Regions from separate parts of the Rattus norvegicus genome. Here region 1 is linked to region 2. The links are chromatin contacts, called in public Hi-C maps. All regions are on one chromosome and are shown on one strand. The core of a region is the stretch at or near the end of the contact, and the rest is flanking DNA. Distances in the headings are between cores, read along the strand shown. Region 1 holds the start of LOC120103562 (60S ribosomal protein L39-like). Region 2 overlaps Rad51b (RAD51 paralog B).

The links. A called contact is a pair of places that touch in the nucleus more often than the background predicts.
Region 1: a contact with region 2 is called in a Hi-C map of Schwann cells, with 2.1 times the contacts expected there. The contact joins the promoter of LOC120103562 here to the enhancer-like site in region 2. A contact is called at or near these places in 1 of 12 Hi-C or Micro-C datasets (Schwann cells) and 1 of 1 datasets of contacts at active chromatin or transcription factors (oligodendrocytes).

The regions. Positions count from the first base shown.
Region 1 is chr6:104,533,087-104,538,021 of GRCr8, reverse strand. It overlaps LOC120103562 (60S ribosomal protein L39-like), which reads right to left and starts at 3,102. Exons shown (of 1, transcript XM_063262771.1): 1 at 2,488-3,102. The coding sequence starts at 2,962. The coding sequence ends at 2,693. It also overlaps the pseudogene LOC134479409.
Region 2 is chr6:104,289,578-104,294,246 of GRCr8, reverse strand. The region is part of intron 8 of Rad51b (RAD51 paralog B); the gene reads right to left. Among named protein-coding and RNA genes, the nearest start is that of Atp5pdl1, 140 kb to the left of the region's middle. Within about 2 kb of position 2,821, at least 15 of the 93 cell types and tissues checked have an H3K27ac peak or open chromatin away from gene starts, as enhancers often do. A contact at or near this core is called in Schwann cells, where this site is marked.

The sequences.
Region 1 (4,935 bases), core at 1,853-4,352, 240 kb before region 2:
AGATACAACCAGGTAAAACTCTTTTTTTTTCTTTTTTCTTTTGTTCGGAGCTGGGGACCGAACCCAGGACTTTGGGCTTGGTAGGCAAGCGCTCTACCACTGAGCTAAATCCCCAACCCCCAGGTAAAAAAAACTCTTACTGGGAGAAATATAGACACTGATAGACATGTAGCTACTTGGCAGATTAAATCAATAATTAATAATCTTTCAAAATAGAAGGCAAACCAGGTTCATAATGATCCACTGATAAATTTTACCAAATATTTAAGGAAGAAATTACAGTAATCCTTTATAGTAATTTTTAGGAGCTAGGGAGAAAGTGGGAGTAGGTCTTCCTAAATAATTCTATGATGTCAACATCACCTAAAGCCAGACTGCGGTACAGAAAAAGGAGACCGATTATTTCCCACAAACATAGATTCTAAAATATTCAGGGCAATTTTATCAAACCAAATCCCAAAATATATAAAGGTAATTATATATTAAAAGTCAGTGGAGGGCTGGGGATTTAGCTCAGTGGTAGAGCGCTTACCTAGGAAGCGCAAGGCCCTGGGTTCGGTCCCCAGCTCCGAAAAAAAGAACCAAAAAAAAAAAAAAAAGTCAGTGGAATTTCTTTCAGCAATTTGAAGCTATTCAGCTTGTGAAAATGAGCCAAAATGGCACCCATCATTTCAATAAGCTAGGAAAAAATAAAAATCATATGATCATTATCAACAGCCGACAAAGAACAATTGACAAAATTCAGCTCATGGGCAGGGGAATGTATCTTAGTTGGTAGAGTGCTTACCTGGTATTCATAAAGTCTGGGGTGTCCTCTGTAGCACTCATAAAAACAAGCCATGGTAGAACACTTCTGTAATCTGAGCACTTGGGAGGTAGAAGCAGGAGAATCAGAAGTTGACTGTAGCAGGTTTGAAGTCAGACTGGGATATACATGACGCCCTCAACCAACCAACCAAACACTCAACCCACTCACTAGCCAATTAACAAGCAAACAGTCTAACACTTTATTCCTGACCCCTCTCTCCAACATTCTGTAAATTAGGAACACAGGGGTATTTCCTCAGCTTGAAAAGATGTCTACAAAAAAACCACATGGCCAACATCTTACTTACTGATGAGAAGCTCAAAGCTTCCTAACCAAGAGAAGGAACAAAAGAAGCCCAGCCCACTGCTTTTCAACACTACTAGAAGTCATAGGGAATGTGTTAAGACATGAAAAGGAAATAGAACGCACGCAGATTAGGGAGGAAGAAATAAAGTTATTTTTGTTGCAGGTGACATGAGTCATAGAGAAAATCCAATGGAGTTGACTAGAACCCACACATGGTTACAAGGTTACAGGATACAAGGTTAAAACAATACTGTAACCTGCCTCTCTGTATACCAGCAATGAACAAGAGGATTTGAAATCAACCCCATTAGCATTGGTCTGGCATGTGGGGTGCATATGTACACAGTTGGTGTGAGTATATATAGTCACTATTGGGGCCATATAGAATCAGTGTCATCAGACTAACACACACACTCTGGTCATCTCTGCTGTAAGACGTCTGAGCTCTGAAGAAGTATTCTGGTCACAGAGATGATGGTAAAGGTTAGGAGTGGGGTCTCTCTGTGTGTGTGGAGTTAGGTGGAGGAAGAGTCAGGGAAATGAAATAACTGGAGGGGACAGAGAGGAAACACAGCAGTGACTCAGAAGGTCCCATGTTCTTTTCAAGGGTATATCCTCACCTTCCTAACTTCCTTTCACCAGTCTCTACCACTTCCGGTTTTCTTTTTTCCTATTCTAGTCTACTATGTATACTTGAAGCAGGATCTACGCAGCCCCAGCTGGCCTTGAACTCTGATCCTCCTGTCTCAACATTCTGAGTGCTGGAATCACTGGGAAAAGCCACCACATTCTTATGCTGTGCTGATGATCCAACCCAGAGCTTCCTGTCTGACAGGGAAACATTCTCTCAAAAGAGCTACATTCTCGCCCTAGGCCCTACCTCTTAAACATTCTACCACCTCCCAGTAATGCTATGGCCAGGTGCTTTATACTGGTAAATTTTCATTTGGTTCTATGTGCATGGTGCATGGTTGTCCCTCATCCCATTTCAAACCCAAGCATGCTTGTCTCAAAATGTCCTCCAATGCCCTTGTCTCAGGGTGGGCTGCTTAACTCTGTGACAGTGAGGGAAAAGAATGAACAATCAGGCAAACACTGTAAACTCTGTGTCCTTGAAAGCAGCTAGAAGGTAAGTCAGTTCCAACAGAGGGATCTGTTGTTGACTTCATGATATTAAAAATACCTGCAGTGCAAAAGGGGAAGGAGCTCACCCATGGAGAGAGCTTAGCTGAGAACTCTAGCTGACTGCCTCAGCTTCCCAAGTTCCTGTTGGATGCTTGAGTACCGGCTAAGATTTGATGATGCTATCTCTCTGTCTCTGTCTCTCTGTCTCCCTCCCCCTCTTCCTCCTCCTCCTCCCTCTTCTCCTCCTCCTTCTCCTCCTCCCCTTCTTCCTCTTTTACTCTGACTTGTTTCATTCTTTTTTTTTTTTCAGTTTGACAAGTTCTAAATTTTATTATTGGACAAGCACCCTAATCTAGACACAAGTCTCAGGTTAAAAATGTTGAAATCCATCTGGTAGGACTGATTGACAACCACAATGAGTATAAACTCTCAGTCTTTTCATTGTGTGGATCCTTACAGATCCAGCTTCCCTCTTCCCCAGTGTCTCCTCCTAGAGTTGTGCCTGATTTTGTTACCAGTTTTCATCCGAATCCACTGAGGAAGAGAACGATTTTGCTTTTGTTTCTTGGCTAGGAATCGCTTGATTCTGAAGGTCTTGTGAGAAGACACGGCGAGAAGCCGAACCAGGCGTAGTGTGCATGATGTCGGAGGAAAGGAGAAAAGCTGTTTCATTCTTAATAGACACGCTCGTTCACAGCTTGAAGTGTGGCTCTTGTAGGTCATTCTCTGGGCAGTCAAGGACCAAAATCTTCAACATACGCTTCTTAAGGAAACATTAGGTATCTGAACTACAGCACCCTTCAACCCAGCCCTCAGTGCATGTGGCCGAGGCCATGTGAGTGCTCTCAGTGGAGCATCCATTTCATGAAACCTTCCCGTGCAGTCCAGGACTTCTGTGCCAGATGCGTGTCGGTTCAAGCTGAAGATGAAGGAGGCTCCTTTTTTTCTGGATCCTAAACTGCCTCAGCCTCACACCACAGCTTTAAGTGTAAAAGGAAAAGAAATGTCCACTGTGCCGTGGCCCTGAGGCGTGAGGGTCTGATACAGTAGCTAGCCTCACTGGACATCTCCCTCACCTGGGCATTCTTGGGCTTTTCCTTGCCTCTGGGAAGCTCTGTGTTGTACCTTATTACCAAATCAACCTTCTGTCAATGGATGTGATTATGTGGACTTCTTCCCCTGCCCTAACCCTTCCATGGCCTCTGTTTACCTACAGACTCAAAGACATATTTTAGAGAGGCTTGGAGCCCTGGGGCTGCAAGCTTCTCCCTCCTACTCACTCACACATTCTTGCACTCCAGTGTAATCTGACTACTTAGAAGCCTCCACCTCCCTCCCCTCCCCCACCAAAAGCATCCTGCCCCCTCCTGCTGTTTTTTTTTCTCCTTTTCTGCCCTTGTCCTTTAAGGCCCATCTTTGACGGCAAGACTTTTCAGGTTCTCCAGCCCAGCAGGCAGAGTGGATCCTCTCTGCTCAAAACCTTCCATTTAAATGTCATACAGGTCTGTTGGTTGTTTGTCCCTTGGTTGTTGTCCTGCATGTAACATCTATGCTTGTGGAACCTCCCTCCCCTCTCACTGGACTGTTGGCTGAGTTCAAGCCTGGGCCTTAAGTGTTTGCCAGGCAGACTCTAGATATAAAGTGGGTGCTGGCTCCCCTCTTCCACTGCCCAGCAGTCGTCAATCTTTCTTTCTTGAGTGTGAGGCCACGGGGGAATGCAGTGTGTCTACAACCAGTTCATCCATCTCCCTCCCCCAGCACACCCAGAGGGCTAACTGTGTGACCTTTTCCATCTGTGGCGCTCTCTCTCTCTCTCTCTCTCTCTCTCTCTCTCTCTCTCTCTCTCATTTTTCTCTTCCTAGGTAGGGTCTTGGAGCTTGTTCAGAAGTCTGGCCTGGCTGGGGAGAAGGCCACTCAGTTATATTTAGGTTAGTAGACATCAATTTAAGGCCCTTTAAAAATAAAGTCCTGTTTCCACTGGATTCCCAAGCATGTCCCCACCGACTCCTTGCAAGAAGCCCATCTGCCTCCTGCAGGCCCCAGTCTCAATTATAGACCCTTCATGTGGCCCACACATGTGCGAGCATGAGTTAGGATGTTAGCTAACAGTCACCCTGCCCAGTTCACAGAAGGGCTTTTCTCCCCTCCCCGAGTCTTCCTTCACCCGTCTGCTCTCTCCTTTCTGTCCCAGAGCTTGTGACTTCTCCGAGGCCTTTCTCTCTCCAGTAGCCAGAATCTGACCTGGTACCAGAGAAGGCACAGCCTTCTCCAGTTTCTGCTCCCTGTTCTTCCCAGTTCTACACTCTATGGTCAGAAGCCAACAAGAGAAAAAACATGAAGTAGATCACGGGACTTGCGACTAGGCTAGAATGTGACATGGGGCTTTGAGTGCATGCTCTCTGTGGGTGGCCTGTGTGTGCAGGTGTGCACATAGAGACATACTGAGGACGCATGAGAGGAGGCGAGTGTGAATGCCAGGCCGACCCTCCCTGCTCCCTCTGTTAGCCCCACGGCCCTGCTCTTTTCCATCCCCACTGATGAAACAGTTCTTTATGTCTTATTCACATCCTGTCTTGACTACCACAATTGTCTCCTTGCTGGGCCCACATGTCTCTCCTCACCAATGGGATCCAAATGTTGCTGACACAATAATCTCACTGCCTTCATGCTGCAACTGCATTCCTCCACTTTTGCAC
Region 2 (4,669 bases), core at 1,572-4,071:
GAGGCATGACTTATGACAAAAAAAAAACAAAAAAAAAAAACAAAAAAAAAAACAACAAAAAAAAAACTCTTTAGATTATCCCAAGGCTTCCACAAAAAGGCAACTTCGGAGAATGGCAGCAAAATAGAAGCTTGGGATTTAGGATGTGGTTCCAGGAACAGCGAGTACAGAAAAATGAAATGGAGTCACTTTTTCCAGGCAGGCCACTTCCACAGACAATGCAGTCACACGGCAATAAGTGGCATTTGTGAGTATGTGAGGACACTGCCTGTTTATAGACACTGCAGCAGTCGCCAACAGCGGAAGAGAGGGAGTGGATCCACTTGTGAAGAGCAGCCTCTCTCTTCGCCCTGCTATAACTCCACCAAACCCATGGGAGCCTAACTTACCAGTTCAGCAAGAACCATCTTGATTAAATACGATGTCTCTGGTCACTAAAAGTTCTCCCGGGAAGTAATGGGAAAGTAGCCAAACCACACTATGTGAGAAGCAGATGAAGCCTCTCTCCTTTGCATGCCGACATGTTCTGGCTGGAGCCACAGTCTTCTCACCAGCTCCTCTGCTCTCCAACCCATCTGCCCATGGGGTACACCTGGCTACCAGCTCCTTACTCTTCACACCCCGTCATACCTCTCCTCTCCCTGGGAGTGACAATTTCACTCGGTCCCTGGCAAAATGATACCATTTCCCTTGGAAGACCATTCAGCCCTGGATGGAAAGGTAGAGAAAGCCAGAAAGGGGATTTCCTATGTTGGTCTGTCAGTCCACCATTTCTCATCAATTCCCTACTTTCCCCTCAAAGCACTTGAAAGACTCTGAGCAAATCCTGTTGACTTAGTACTTGGAAAAGTCTGTGAGGAAAAAAATGACCTCCAGTTCACAGACCTTAATTAGAAAGATTTTGTTGGTTTGGGTTTTCAGACACTCTTACTGACCTTGACTCCTGAGTGATAGGATTGCAGAGGCATGCAACCCCAGGCAGAAGGATTGAGTTTTAAAAAATCCTCCCGTTCATTTACTCACTTAACATTCAATAAACACAGAGTACCTGTTCATACCAGGAACTGGGCTGAGACTCTCTAAGTCAGTACTGATGCCATGTGATTGACACCTGGCAATGTCAGGCTATCCTTGAATGAGAAGCTCCAGTCACTATTTCCTGAAACAAGTAACCCTGGTTCATCGAAGTAGAGTGCCTAACAGATACCTGGGAAGCTTCATTGGGGAGAATGAATCAGAAAACAGCAGGTGTTTTTTATGGTAGGCTTATCCTTCCTTCTATAATGGGCATCATGCTACTTGATCTATTTACCAGACAATGTCTACTGAAAAATCAAAAGGGATGAAGTCAGTGAGATGCCTCAGTCATAGAGGCTCTTGCCACCAAGTCTGAGGACCTGGGTTTGATGCCCAAGACTCACATGATAGAATACGGTGGTGACTAATTCCCATAAGTTGTCTTCTGACTTCCATATGTGCACCATGCCCACACATGTGCACACAAAATAAAAGATGGATGGATAGTATATACAAATGCATTTTGTAAACTGATTTAAAATGTACAAATAAATTTAATCTTAGGTTTATAAGGGTTGGAAAATAAAGGTAGTCCCAGTTGACAAAATTGATTAAAAATGGCTTAAATGCTCTGATTTGTTTTAAATCTACATGAGTGTTTTTTTTTTTTTCTGAGTGTATTCTATACATTATGTGCATTTACCTGAAGAGGCAGGAAGAAGGCATTGGGTCCCTCAGAAATGGAATATTAATTGGTTGTTAGCCACCATGTGGGTGCTAAGAACCGAACCTGTGTCCTCTAGCAAAGCAAAGCGAAGTGAAGCAAAGCAACTTGTGTTCTTAAACACTGAATCATCTCTCCAGCCTTTTGAATCTCTCTCTCTCTCTCTCTCTCTCTCTCTCTCTCTCTCTGTGTGTGTGTGTGTGTGTGTGTGTGTGTGTGTATGAGGATGTATGTGTGTTATGGCACAAGCAGAGGCCTGAAGATCTGTCCTCCCTTGTCTTCCTCCTTGTTTGAGGCAGGGTCTCTGCCCTTCCCTGCTTCAAATACCAGGTCAGTAGCCCGTGAGTTCCCAGAGATTCTCTTGTCTCCCAGGTCCATGTAGGGGCACCAGGATCACAGACAGGTGCTCCAGTACCAGATTTACATGGACTCTGGAGGTTTGAACTTGGGTTCTCATACTCGTGTGGCAAGTACTTTACCCAGTGAGTTATGTCCTCAGCCCAGTGCTCTGAATCTTAAAGGGAAAAGCAGCCTTTGTAAGAAACACACTCTTTACAGTTTCGTGTACAATTCTGGTGAAAGAGAAAATATCTTGATTGTAAAAACAGAAGAAGCCCACACGCTGAAAGAGTTAAGCACACCACAGTGAGAAGAAAAAACTTGAAACTAAGATGTTTTGCTTTATCTTAAATTTCATTGATTGATTCATGGAGTCCTTTTAAAAAATAACTATTTGAGATTCCCATTATACACCAAGAAACTTCCAGAAAATGTTACATAAGTTTCAGAATCATCAGTTTAAGAAATTAATATTTATTTTTTGCAGTGTCTTTCAATTGTTAATTATACTGTCTTTATAATTAAAAAAAAACTTTGGTGGTAAGAGCATAAAAAATCTCATAGAACGTGCAGACCCCAAGAATCCAGAGCCCACAATTTGAGAAATATTGATTTTTTTTTTGTCTCACCCTTGCCTTTTATGGGTGAAGGAACAAAGGACTCTCCTAACCACACAGATGGCTCTTAGCACAATCCAGCCAGAAAGCTAGGTCGCCCGGTTTCTAGAACAGTAGTTTTTCCTTCTTTAGACAAGGCCTCCTCTGTCTGCTATCAGCTCACTATCTGTCCCAGACAGACACTGGCTTTGTACTAGTCCAGAGACGGAGAAACAGATGGAGGCAGCAGGTTTGAGGGGAAGTGCCGTGGGTGTGGCTGCCGTCACTGCAGCTGGGCCTGTATTTGAAGGGAAGGGACTCCTATGGTCATATTCTTTTGCGCATCTTTGAAACAAAGAAAAGTTGGGCAAAAAACACAAGCAGCTTTAAGAGGAAGCATTTCTGCCTAACAAGTTCGGGCAGAAAGTCTGAAGAATATGGTCCTGAGCTAAGAGCCAGAGAGGAGCTCCAGAGGTATGAGGTTATAATTCAGGGTGGCCAATTTAATCAGCTCATATCCATTAAACACCCACATACACATGGTGCTTTACAGCTAACCCCTTCCCTCACGCAGAAGCATCCACAGGCCTGTTTTAATCGGGCCACCCTGTTCATGTTGGGAATCTCGCCAGAGTGCTAAAGCAACCGCTCCCCTTCCTAAGAAAATAGGGTAGACTTTCTACTGTGAGTAAGGGGAAAGCCTCTAGCTTTACATCCCACTGAAAGCTGGGGGGACACAGGGAATCTGTTTTCCAAAGTTTGTAAAACCCAGTGATATATTGAACCTTCTTCTTTCAGACTGGCAACATCCCATGCCATCTACATTCCAGACTTTCCCCTGCAGTTTCCTTGGGTGGGGTTCCTCTCTTTTATCTGAGCTGAACTTGAACACTTATAAATATTCCCACAGAGGGACTGAAACATTACGGCCCTTGAGTTACTTATAATTAGCCAATCAATGATTTTGAGCACTTCTGGCCCTTGGATAATGTACTTGTTGCAAGGAAAGAAAGCTTGTTCTTACCACTGGCTGTTGGAACTGCCAAGAGTGTTTTCAGCCCCACTGTTTTAGCAAGCAACTTTTGATTGCCGTCTGATGAGAGGACTGACTGAGGCTGTCGGGCTCACTCTCCCTAACAGCTGTGTTTAGCGAACTTCTGGTAAGAGGGGGTGTCTGAAAGCTGGGGCATCCTTTAACTTACATCCCTGTCTGAGGTGTTGGCAGGTGCTGTGGCTTCTCCAAGGACTCTCCTGTACTTATGCAATGTGTCCCCAACAGAGAGCATTAGATCATTAGGAAAGTCCCGAAAACTGTCCTGGCGCCAGGACATGGTGCTATTCTTCTCTTACCTGATGCTATCCACTGCTAAAGACCCTGTGAAGCTTAATAAAAGACTCCAGAACACAAAGCACAAAGTAGGTGGTCAACCAAATACTGCTGTGCTCTTCATCGTAAGGGGGTAAGAAAGTTTATGACACAAACACAGAGGCAGAATGGTCCTAAGTGTCTCCAAAACTATGGCCAGGGAAAATGGGTGTTACCAAGAGACTTAGGCGAACAACCATATGAGCCATAAAATAATAATACCCTTACAGTTCATAAAGCTCCTTAGGCTTCTCCATTAGCTCTGCGGTGGATATGTATGAAATGAGCAGGTTTCTGTCTCTGTTCAGGAGTAGCCAGGATTCCTCCATATTAAGAACCAGAACCTCGACAATGTGCTGGAAGCATAATTTCTCAACCCCTCCCCCAACGTTAATCTCGTATTTTCAACTTGGTCACTTTCATTTAAGCCAGTGTCAACACTTCAGCAACCCTACCATATTTATAGATTAAGACTCTCCAAGCCAATATAAGGCCCACAATTCTCTTGTGTTTCAGTTACCTAATGCCTTAATGCCTTCAACAAATGTTTACCAAGTGCCAGTTATATATGCCAAGCAAAGACACAAGGAGTAGAAAAATAGTCAGGAACGAGACTTTATAATGGCA